Regions from separate parts of the Mus musculus genome. Here region 2 is linked to region 1. A link is a contact called in public HiChIP or PLAC-seq data. All regions are on one chromosome and are shown on one strand. The core of a region is the stretch at or near the end of the contact, and the rest is flanking DNA. Distances in the headings are between cores, read along the strand shown.

Region 1 (5,598 bases), core at 1,308-3,807:
GTAGTGTCTGCCCCAGGGTGTGGTATGACAGAGTTCCGCCCTATTCACTTCCATTACATCTTCTTCTGTTTGTCTTGTTTTGGGGCAGGGTCACAAATAGCACAGGCTGGCTTCAAATTTACCATGTAGCCAAGGATGGTCTTGAATCCCCTGTCCTTTTTCCCCATCTCCTGAGTGTTAGGACCACAAGCATACATCACTTCACCTGGTCCTTACAGTGCTGGGAATCGAACCCAGGGTTCTGGGCATGCGTGGTGAGCAGTTTGCCAACTGAACCACACTCACAGCCCTTCGTTCCTTAAAGAACTTGAAGTGACCCCAACAGGCCCTGTGAATTCTCCGACTTAAAGCGACCAGACCCTGTGAAGTGCTCCGTTTTCTTTGGCCCAGGACCTGTCTGCACACATACAGTTTTTCATCTGTTTGGTCTGGCACCTTGGTCACTGTTACCTCTTAGAAACTCAGAGTCACTGACTTAGAAGTAACCTTAGAGCAAAGTAAACACTATTCCTGATTTATCACATGCATCCTCTGTAATCGACTGCTTTCCTACCCCGAGAAGCCAAAATATTAAGTCAGAAGAAAATATTTACACTTATTCCACCTCTTACTGGGGGTGGGGGTGTGCTATGTAACCCAGCCTGTCCTCCAACTCCTGGTCCCCAGCTGCCGGTACCCAGCACTGGAATCACAGGTGTGTGGCTGTGCTCATTGCTTCAATCCCTTCTCGGGCTGTCAGTGCGTGCCCTTCCCACTGAGCATCGACAATGGCCACACAGCAGAGCTTCTGACCACAGTCGTCCATGTTCCAAATCCTACTGTACTGTGCTATTCTGCAATGCACCCCAGTGTCTTATTCCTACTCTGTGATGCAGAAGTGACAGCAGGTCTAGAGAGAGTGGTGAGGTCTGTGGCTTTATCTCCATTCATCATTTCCGGCCCTTGCTGGGGAGGTGACCAGAGAAGCAGCATTCTGCCTCATGTGGGGCACCAGCTCTGCTTGTCCAACTGTGGCCCCCTGTCATTCCTCAAAGGTGTTAACATGGCCTCTGCCCTGCTCACCCCATCCCAGCCATTCCCTTCCACTGACCCTGCACCCCACTCTGAAGGAAGAGCAGACATGACCTGGGCCTCCATTGGTTCCGTTTGGACCTATCTCCCAAGAAGCCTCTGGGACTCAAAGATAACCATGGGTAGCTTTGCACACACTAACTGGAGACCCCAGTCCGGGCTGAGAATGTGGGGCCAGTAGTGCTGGCTAGAAGAAGTATATAAGTTTTCTTCTGGGTCTTATACGTATATAAGCCCCAAGGCAGGGGCTGCCACGCTGCAGAGGCGACTTCTGGAATCAGAACAGGGAAAGTATTGCCTCATCCGAGGACACGAGAGACCAGGAGTTATTTGGGGTTTGGCTTTTATGTTGTTTCTTTTTGAGACAGGGTTTGCTACATACCCACAATTGGCTTCAAACTTGAAATCCTCCTGCCCCAGTGTGTGTATCTCGCAGTGCCTACAATGATGAGATTTGAGAGGGGGAATATATACTTGTGGCAGACACAGGTTCTGAAACCAAAAGTCACTGTGGGAGGTTATATTGCAGCCTTTCAACAAACCCCAAACCAAAAAGTCCTGTGAGAGGCTGAAGAGATTGCTTAGTGGTTAGGTCACTTCTAGAGGAACCAGGTAAGAGTCCTAGCATTCACATAATAGCCTACAACCTTCTATAACTCCAGTTCCAGGGGATCCAGTGCCCTCATCTAGCCACCTTAGGCACCAGGCAGGAGACTGGCACATAGACATACATGTAGGCAAAACACCCATATACATATTTAAAAAAAAAAAGAAAAGATCCCATATGCTGGGAATCCCACTCCTGAGTACACACCCACAAGAATTGAAAGCTGGGTCTGTTTTTTTTTTTTTTTTTTTTTATGGTGTGGGAGGACCAGACATTGACATACATTTCTCTTTCTTCATTATTCTTCACATTATTGTTTGAGATCGTGTCTCTCTGAACCGGCAGCTCACCATACCGTCTTAGGTAGACTGGCTGGCCAGTGAGAACCTGAGATCCACTTGTCCCCACCACTACCCCCGGAGGGCCAAAAACTGAAGGTTAACCTCAGCTATATAGCAAGTTTGAAACTAGTTTGGGCTGCATGAGATCAGGCCACTAAAAAATAGAAGCAAGCAAGCAAGCAAATACACAAAAACTCCACTGAAGAGATATGTTTGTTGGAGTCAGTAAAGACTTCAAAGCTCTATCCCTCCTGTTAGTATTGGTCCTGCCACCTACTAGCTTGGATTGTTTCTCTGTGCTTCCATTATTCCATCTGTAAAATGGGGGTCAATGATTATCATCCCTGGATGGCTACCATGCAGATGGTGGGAGGGGTACTAGAAACCTCTCACAAGGTACCTGGCACACAGTAGTCGATGTTAGCTTTCACTGTGTCGACTCTTCGCTGTCGTCATAATCACTAGGTATTATGGAACTCTTAGTCATTTCTCCACAGCTTGTATTTACCCTGGCTCGAAAGTGGCTGGGTTTGGGGAGGGGCTCCTTAATCTGATCACATCTGAGTCACGGTGACCGAATGAGGGGCCAGCCATGGGGAGAATGGCAGACCCTGCTTCTATTACATTTGTGATATTATTTTAAAAACAAAACAAGATGGGCCTACAGCTTTGTGGTTTTCAGAACCACGCCAAGGGCAAAGAAGGGCAAGACTCCACAGATCTGACAAACAGGATGCAAAGGCCGCTGGGTCAGTGCCTGGAAGAAGCACTAAGTTCCCCGGGCAGAAAGACAGCCACACGCCTGCACCAGACACTGTTTGGCCCCTACATGTGCAGAGGTCACAGAACTCATTGTGATCTCTGCAGCTAATGGCATTGGCCTAACCAGATTATTGGTACAATCAGTGTGAGTTATCTGTCCCATGCTCCACATTCAAGTAAAATGTTCCAGACTTCTAGGCCCAAAGCCAGGCTCTTGCAGGACACAGACTCTACAGCCTGACGGGGACTTGGGTTTTGAGCTTGAGCAAAGCTGCATTCTCAGAGATGATCTCTGCCACCCAAGCCGAGTCCTCCTGGCTCCCTGCTTGGGGAAATCATGTGATAGCTCATAAACGGAATACAGAAAGTGATAAAGCCTTGTGGACACAGAACATGCCTAATTCAGCATGTCTCCTGACTCCTTGGCTGGGTTCTCCAAGTCTCCTGACCCAATCCCCACCCCTTCCCAGCGTCAGCTGCTGTTCCTACCATGGCCTGGCATTCGAAATAAGTGTTCTGCAGTTCTTAAGGCTCTTGTCTTCTTGGCTTTGAACAAACAATGCTTTAGTGAGGAATGCCCCTCCCCCATGCAACTGATTCTCAGACACCCTTGCAAATACAGCCTAATCGCCGCCTCTTCCAGGAAGCCCATCAAGAATGCAAAGGGCTTGAGTCTCCCCTGCTTTCAAGATGAGAAGGAAGCCCTCCTGTCTTACACAAGACCCTGGGGTGGGAGAGGAAGGCTTTGTTTTGTTTTTTCTGTTTTTTGTTTGTTTGTTTGTTTGTTTGTTTTCTCAAGACAGGGTTTCTCTGTATAGCCCTGGCTGTCCTGGAGCTCACTTTGTAGACCAAGCTGGCCTCAAACTCAAAAATTTGCCTGCCTCTGCCTCCCGAGTGCTGGGATTAAAGGCGTGTGCCACCACGCCCGGCTAGACGAAGGCTTTGATGGCAGCTGCACAGAAGCAGTGTGAACCTACCGTCTGGCTCCCTAAGCTGCATGCACACATTGGGGAAATGCTACCTGTTGCACCTTATGCCTGAGGACCTGGAAACATAAAGAATAAAAGCTTTGGTGCTGGAGCACATCACCTTCTGATAGAGAGAGACCTTGCCTCCCTCCCACATCTTCAATACCCTAAAGTCTAGAACAACGGGGCAGTTAGTGTCTTGGCTTACAGAGCAAGCAGATTCCCTACCAACCCACCCAACAAATTCCTCTCAGGCTGCTCTACTTAGTTCAGTCTCTGCCTCAGAAACCATGTGGTATACACCCATATACTTGAGAGGCTGAGGCAGGAGTCTAGGACCAGACTTGGCTATGACAGCCATAGCAAGACCCTGTGTCACAGTGAAAGAAATTGGGCTGGAGAGGTGTCTCAGTGGTGAAGACCATATACTGCTCTTCCAGAAGATCTGAGTTCCATCCCCTGAACCCATACCAGGTAGTTCATAACTGCCTATAACAGCTCCAGGGGAACTGACACCCTTTTCAGGCCTCCTTTCACTCACGTGCATATAAACACAAATACACACACACACACACACACACACACACACACACACACATTAAATCCTAAAAAAGAAATAAACTATGCACTCATATTGTAATTACTTATTTGGTTGATTGGTTGGCTGGTTGGCTGGTTGATTGGTTGGTTGGTTGGCTGGTTGGTCGGTTGATTGGTTAGCTGGTTGGTCGGTTGATTGGTTGGTTGGCTGGTTGGTTGGACCTGGGTCCCTTTGATGTTAGACTCTTTTACACTTACCTGCCTGTAATACAATAGGCCAGCAGGAGGAAATGCTAGTGAATGAGTAGTGAATGAGATAAGTGACTAGCGCATGGATTGGAGATAGTCAAAATATAATAACAGGGTCTCATGTAGCTTAGGCTAGTCTTAAACTTACTGTGTAGCCAAGGATAACCCTAAACTCATGATCCTCTTGCTTCTACCTGCTGAATGCTGAAATAACCATTCCTAGCTAGAAGGAAATGTGAGAGACTCACTTTAACCTAAGGGGAAATTAAGACACAAAATCATTAAAACACTAATCAAAGTCACACAGCTAATAGGTGTGTGACCAGCTCTTAATTAACTTGCTAAAGAACTTCTGCTAGGAGCATCTAAACACCCATGGGAAGGGGAGGAATAGGGACGCAGGGTAGAGGGAAGGAGGGCTTGCTGATTTCAGAGGTGGAGGCCACAGTCTCTAAGCTGCCATCACCTCCTCCCCTATGTGACTCAGCCCATGAGTTCACACAGACTGAGCACAGGGATGGGCCTTGCTGGGACTTCCCAGCTCCTTATCTGTCCCCCAACACCCCCCTCTCTCCATGGGACAGCCTGCAATGCAAATCTGACCTTTCTCTGACATTGAGAGAGCTGGCAGAGTGAGCTGAACTTCAGAAGACTCTGTTTGCTTCAATTTCTGCTCAGTGGCCACCCCTTTGAGCTTGCGCACACCACAGACAAGCTCTTCCTTCTGCTTGATCCTCCCTGAGGACCACAAACTGAGACACTCCGTATAGCCAAGGCTGCCCAGAAACAAGCCTGAGAAATTGCTGACATTTTGAGGACAATACTCAGGTGGGAAATTCTGCAGGTCCTCTCCTGACACTAGGTACGTTCAACCTTTACCTAAGAGGCTGACCTCCAGGTTCACACAGCAAACTTGTCTATACAGGAATTATGCATAGTCTACCAGGTCTTTGAGGCTGACTTTAAAGATTATTTTTATTTTATGTGTATGCCACATGTGTGCAGGTACCCATAGAAAGCCAGAAGAAGGAGTTGGATCCCCTGAAGCTGGAGTCACAGA
Region 2 (5,598 bases), core at 1,541-4,040, 510 kb after region 1:
CATTAAGATGTGAGCAAGCATCCATGCCTTCCTGCTACAACAGCCAGGTCAGGATGCTGCTGTAAGCCAGAGAGCAAAACTGGTAGCCCAGAAGGAGGCCTACGTGCATATGGTAAATTTGGTAGGTTGTTTGTTTGTTAAGATATAGTACTGTAAATAAATAAATAAATAAATAAATAAATAAATAAATAAATAAATAAAAAGATTGGGTGCTGTTGTGTACCCTTGGCTGGCCTAGTTTGAGGCCAGCCTAGCCTCAAACTAGATATGCCTACCTCTACTTACCAAGAGCTGGGATTAAAGGTGTGTGCCACTACACCGAGCCTGAAAAGGCCTTATTTATATATTTTCATTGTTTTAAAGATTTATTTATTTTATTTATATGAGTACAGTGTAGTTGTCTTTAGACACACCAAAAGATGCATCAAATCCCATTACAGATGTTTGCAAGCCACCATGTGGTTGCTGGGAATTGAACTCAGGATCTCTGGAAGAGCAGTCACTGCTCTTAACCACTGAGCCATCTTTCCAGCCTGAAAAGGCCTTTTTAAATAGGAAAGAAATATAATATAGGAGACAAATGGCTGACCGGTGATGAGACAAATTGGGCTCCTGTCCTGCCTGGTATCTCAGTGATGTGACCTCAACAGATTACAGTCACTTGCCCTCTCCATCCTGAATTTCCCTGCTGTGCACTAAGGGTCTGCCTGGAGCAAAGTACATTTACATAGCGGCATTCCTGCATAGGTTCAGTATGCAGTACTTGACAGGTTTCCAATAATGCTATTTGTCTCTATGTAGCTCCATCAAAAGAAAGAAAGAACAGGAAAGTTGTGGTATTTCTGAGAGATGTTCAGGCAGCATCCAAAGAGTCTAGGAGTAATTATGGCCCTGAGTGACAGATATGGCCCACAGACAGTACTTTCTTGCCTGGATGATCAGACAAAACACAGGAAACTGTGGCTTGGCAGTGGTTCTTAGATAAAAAGAAGGCTTGCAGAGCAAACCACCAGGCAAGTGTCAGGGAGAGCTCAAAGGACAAGGGCTGAGGCAGAAGAAACAGCAAAGCTGTGGGTAAGAACTTCCATGATTGACAATGTCTGTAGGTGACAAATAATTGCCGTGATCAGAGCAAGAGAGGCTTTTAATTTCGGAGACCTAGGGATCGCCCATGCCAACTTGTCCATGTGCTTGCTCCATCCTTGGCAGGATGTGCTGGCTCAGTGTACGCCTGTCTCCCTTTCCCTAACCCCAGGATCAAGACAGTCCAGCTTTCAGGATGTAACCGCTAGCACTCAGAACAGCCTTCCTCGCAAACCTGTGCAAACCTTAAAGAATGGGTTCTGAAACTCTAGGACTTGTGTGAATGCCTGACCCAGATATAGGCACAGGCTCACTGAGCTCAAAGCCAGCCTTCTGGGGACAGGTCCAGACTGTTCCAGAACGTTCCTTCAGCAAGCGGTCTAGGAACACTGTGGCCCCATAACTGCTGCTCAGGTGGATTACGACTTAAGATTGAGTAGGATCAGAAAAGTCTTTGGCCCCCTCAGCCCCATTCATCAACCCTTTCCTCTGGAGGTTCTGGGTTTCTGTCCCCCATCCCCCACTGTTTATCTTCCAGGCCCTGGAATCACCCAAGCAGAGAGGAGTGTTTTCCCCTGGGGAAGGATTGCATCACGGACTGGGAACGTTCTGTGAAGTGTTTGTTCTACTTAGGTTTAGGAAATATGGGTGGCTGCCACCCAGTGTTCTTGGCCCCCTCTCCTCCATCAGAGCCTAGGTGATGTCCTGACCCAGTTGGCGCTGCATGTGTCTTCAGAGCAGCCACTAGGGGGAGTCGTCCCAGGAGCTGGCGGGAATGGAGGGCTGGAGGCGGGTCTTGACATTGTCTTAGGTTAGCACCTAAAATGATTGTGATTATGCTAAATAGACCAGCATTTGGAGAATGTTGTGGAGAGGGAAAAACAGTTGAAACAAATGGGCAAAGGAACATTCGCATATTTCCACATGACCTGGCTGGGTTTTCCCTGGTGGTCTTCTCGTACAGACCCGTTTCCTACACACAGAGTTAAAGTCAGTCCAGATTTTTCCCAGTCATGAGAACCTAGATGTACCTCACCAAATGAAGGCTTAGGAAAGCATTTATTGGCTCCTTTCCATTTTGTTCAGCGAAACAGCATCACATTGACATTAGAGCTGGAGAGATGACTAACTGGTTAAATGCTTGCCGCTTTTCTAGAGGACCTAAGTTTAATCCCCAGCACCCAGATGGGGCAGCTTACAACAGCCTATCACCAGCTCCAGGCATCTAATGCCCTCTGCTGGCCTCTGTGGGCACCTATACACATGTGTATGGCCAGCTCACACATACACACACACACACACACACACACACACACACCTAAACCAAAAAAAAAAAAAAAAAATCTTAAAAAAAAATCTCAGTTATATAAAGGGCTTGTTAATACATTTTTTAGATTAAAAATAGAGGCCACCAAGATGTCTCAGTGGGTAAAGCACTTGCCACCAAGCCTAGCCCCTCCATGTCCTTCCAGACCACTCAGAAGCTCTGAGTGAGGGGTCTCCACTCCTCCAATAAAGAGACCTATGCAACAGTCCCCTCTCTTTAACTCGGCTCTGAGGCTCAGAGTTGCTTCTTGATGCTTTTATTCTTCTTTTGAAAGCCAGGGTTCCTCTTTAAAAACCTGGGTCCTTCCATTTACCCAGCATCTCCCTCCCTTCCACCCTCTCAACCAACCCCAGGAATTACATGACTCATAATGACTAAAACTCAGACAACATAACTGCAGCCATAGAAGGTGGATCTAGTGAGTGCTTTTCCGTTCTCACTATTGTTAATTATCCATGTAAGATTCAATTGCTGCTAAGTAAACAGAACTCAAAATACTAAAGCCAACAGAAGTGTTTATTGAGTCATGTAACTGAAAACTTCAATGATGTATCTGCAGGTGCAGAGAGATCCAGGTGTTAACTGATGCCTGGAGCCTGCCTCTGCCTCCAAAGTGCTGGGATTAAAGGCCTGAGCCACCACACCCAACCCTTAGGAGCCATTTTATTTTTTTAACCATAGCAAAAGTAATATAAAAAATACCAAATAGCCAGGTATGACTTTAATCCCAGCACTCAGAAGACAAGAAGGATGCCTGAGTTCAAAGCCAGCCTGGTCTATGTAGTGAGTTCCAGGACAGTCAAGGCTACACAGAAAAATCCTGTCTCAAAAAAAAAAAAAAAAAAAAAAAGCAAAAAACCCAACCCCCACAACCAACCAACCAAACCACAAAAGAAAAAAAAAACAAAAAACAAAATAAAAAAGTATATCAAATATATAGCAATGAGACATGTAAGATTTTTTAAAAGATTTATGTATGTATGTATGTATGTATGTATTTATATGAGTACACTGTTGCTGTCTTCAGACACACCAGAAGAGGGCGTCAGATCCATCAGATCCTATTACAGATGGTTATAAGCCACCATGTGGTTGCTGGGAATTGAACTCAGGACCTGTGGAAGAGCAGTCAGTGCTCTTAACCACTGAGCCATCTCTCCAGCCCCCAAGACATGTAAGATTTTTATACTGAGAAAAATATGCTACTAAGATAAATAAAAATCTAAGTAAATAAGAGGGGATATACCATGTTTATGAATAAAAAAAGGAACAGTAATTTTCTCCAAATCTATCTATAAGCTATGTGTAATCCTGATAAATTTTGTGTCAGCAATGTTTTTTTTTAGATTTATTTATTTATTATATGTAAGTATACTGTAGCTGTCTTCAGACACACCAGAAGAGGGAGTCAGATCTCGTTAGGGATGGTTGTAAGCCACCATGTGGTTGCTGGGATTTGAACTCAGGACCTTCGGAAGAGCAGTCGGGTGCTCTTACCTGCTGAGCCATCTCACCAGCCCCAGCAATGTTTTATGAATAGAAATTGACAAGTTGATCTAAAATGCATATAGGATATGCATTTTAAAATATGCATTTTAAAAATGCAAAAGTCAAGAAGAGTCAAATTCAGCTTGGGAAAAGAAAGGAAGAACAAAGTTAGGGCTGGGGATGAGGCTCCATTGGCAGAGTGCTTGGTAGCATATAGAAAGTCCTGGGTTCTGTGCTCCCAGAACTGCTTCCCGGGAGAAGCAGGAGGATCAGGAGTTCAAGACTATCTTCAGCTACATGGTGTGTTCAAGGGCAGTCTGGGTGGGATACAAGATATAGTATTCTGCCTCAAAAACGGGAGTGGGAGTGGGGGTGGGTTGGACGAATTATCCAGGCATCAACAAAACATTTAAAATAAAGTAAAGTTATGGAGCAATTACATTCCCAAACTGGAGCTGGAAAATGTCAGTGTAGAGGAGAAGGACATTGTGTAGAAATGTCCCTTCCTGCTCTTGTTCCTCACCATCCAGAAAACCTCAGCGCTACAATGAGGGCCTTGTTGAACAAAAAATGAAAACACTGGGTGCTTGCGAAATATTTGCTGACTTGACTTTAATCACCCAGTTCTGTTTGTAGTTTTTTTAATAACAAATATTACCTCATCAAATGACTAAGAATTTCCCGTATGCATCCTTTAGTGACTTGGGGAAGTGGGCAGATACTAACAATTGGATTCTGGAAGAGTGACGTTTCTTTTTTTCTTCCTTACCTTTTTCTTTCTTTCTTTCCTTTCTCTTTCTTTACTTTTTCTTTCTTTACTTCCTTTCATCTTTCTTTCTTTTTCTATTTCATATATACATACACATACATGCATACATAAATACATATATATATTTTTAGTCATATGCCCATATCCCCTATCTTAGGGTTCTATTGCTGTGAAGAGATACCATGACCACAGCAACTCTTATATAGGAAGACATTTAATTGGAGCTGACTTACAGTTTCAGAGGTTTAGTTCATTATCATGATGACAAGACATGGCAGCATGCAAGCAGAAATGGTGCTGTAGAAGGAGCTGAGAGTGCTACATCTTGATCCACAGGTAGCAAGACACTGTGTCACACTGGCCAGATATGAGTTTATAAGATGTCAAAGCCCACCCCCACCCCCCCACCCCCCCGCAGTGAAACACTTCCTCCAACAAGGTCACACCTACTCCAACAAGGCCGTACTTTTTTTTTTTTTAAAGGCTGTACTTTTTAATAGTGCCACTCCTTATAGTTCAAGCATTTAAACATATGAGACTATGGGGTCCATACCTATTCAAACCACCACATCCGCCATTATTATCCCTTCTCCCCTTCTCCCTCCCTTCCACTTTACCCCTTTCCTCCCAACAAGCTACTCTTGTACGACGACATTCTTTCATGTACGTGTGTGTGACCTACTGCATTTATTGGGGTTGTGTGTATGAACACGAGTTGGGCCTATTTATTTGTGCAGGGGCAGCTACACCACTGAGAAATGTAACCCTTTTCACCCCCACCCCCAAGCTGGTTTTCTATAAAGGCTTTTTGTCTCCTGTGTGATCCACAGGATAAGCCAGTAGTACTGATTCTGCGGAAACCTAGGAGGCACCTGGCTGGCTCTGTAATTCTCACAGGTGCATGTGTATTTAACAGCAGCATCTTTATCTC

The links. HiChIP or PLAC-seq counts read pairs in DNA pulled down with a chosen protein or histone mark.
Region 2: a FOXA1 HiChIP or PLAC-seq map of pancreatic cancer cells shows a contact between it and region 1. The contact joins two enhancer-like sites.

What each region holds. Positions count from the first base shown.
Region 1 is chr7:112,135,849-112,141,446 of GRCm38.p6, forward strand. The region is part of intron 4 of Dkk3 (dickkopf WNT signaling pathway inhibitor 3); the gene reads right to left. Among named protein-coding and RNA genes, the nearest start is that of Dkk3, 20 kb to the right of the region's middle. Within about 2 kb of position 2,558, at least 58 of the 459 cell types and tissues checked have an H3K27ac peak or open chromatin away from gene starts, as enhancers often do. A contact at or near this core is called in pancreatic cancer cells, where this site is marked.
Region 2 is chr7:112,643,126-112,648,723 of GRCm38.p6, forward strand. No RefSeq gene overlaps it. Among named protein-coding and RNA genes, the nearest start is that of Gm24154, 28 kb to the left of the region's middle. Within about 2 kb of position 2,791, at least 59 of the 459 cell types and tissues checked have an H3K27ac peak or open chromatin away from gene starts, as enhancers often do. A contact at or near this core is called in pancreatic cancer cells, where this site is marked.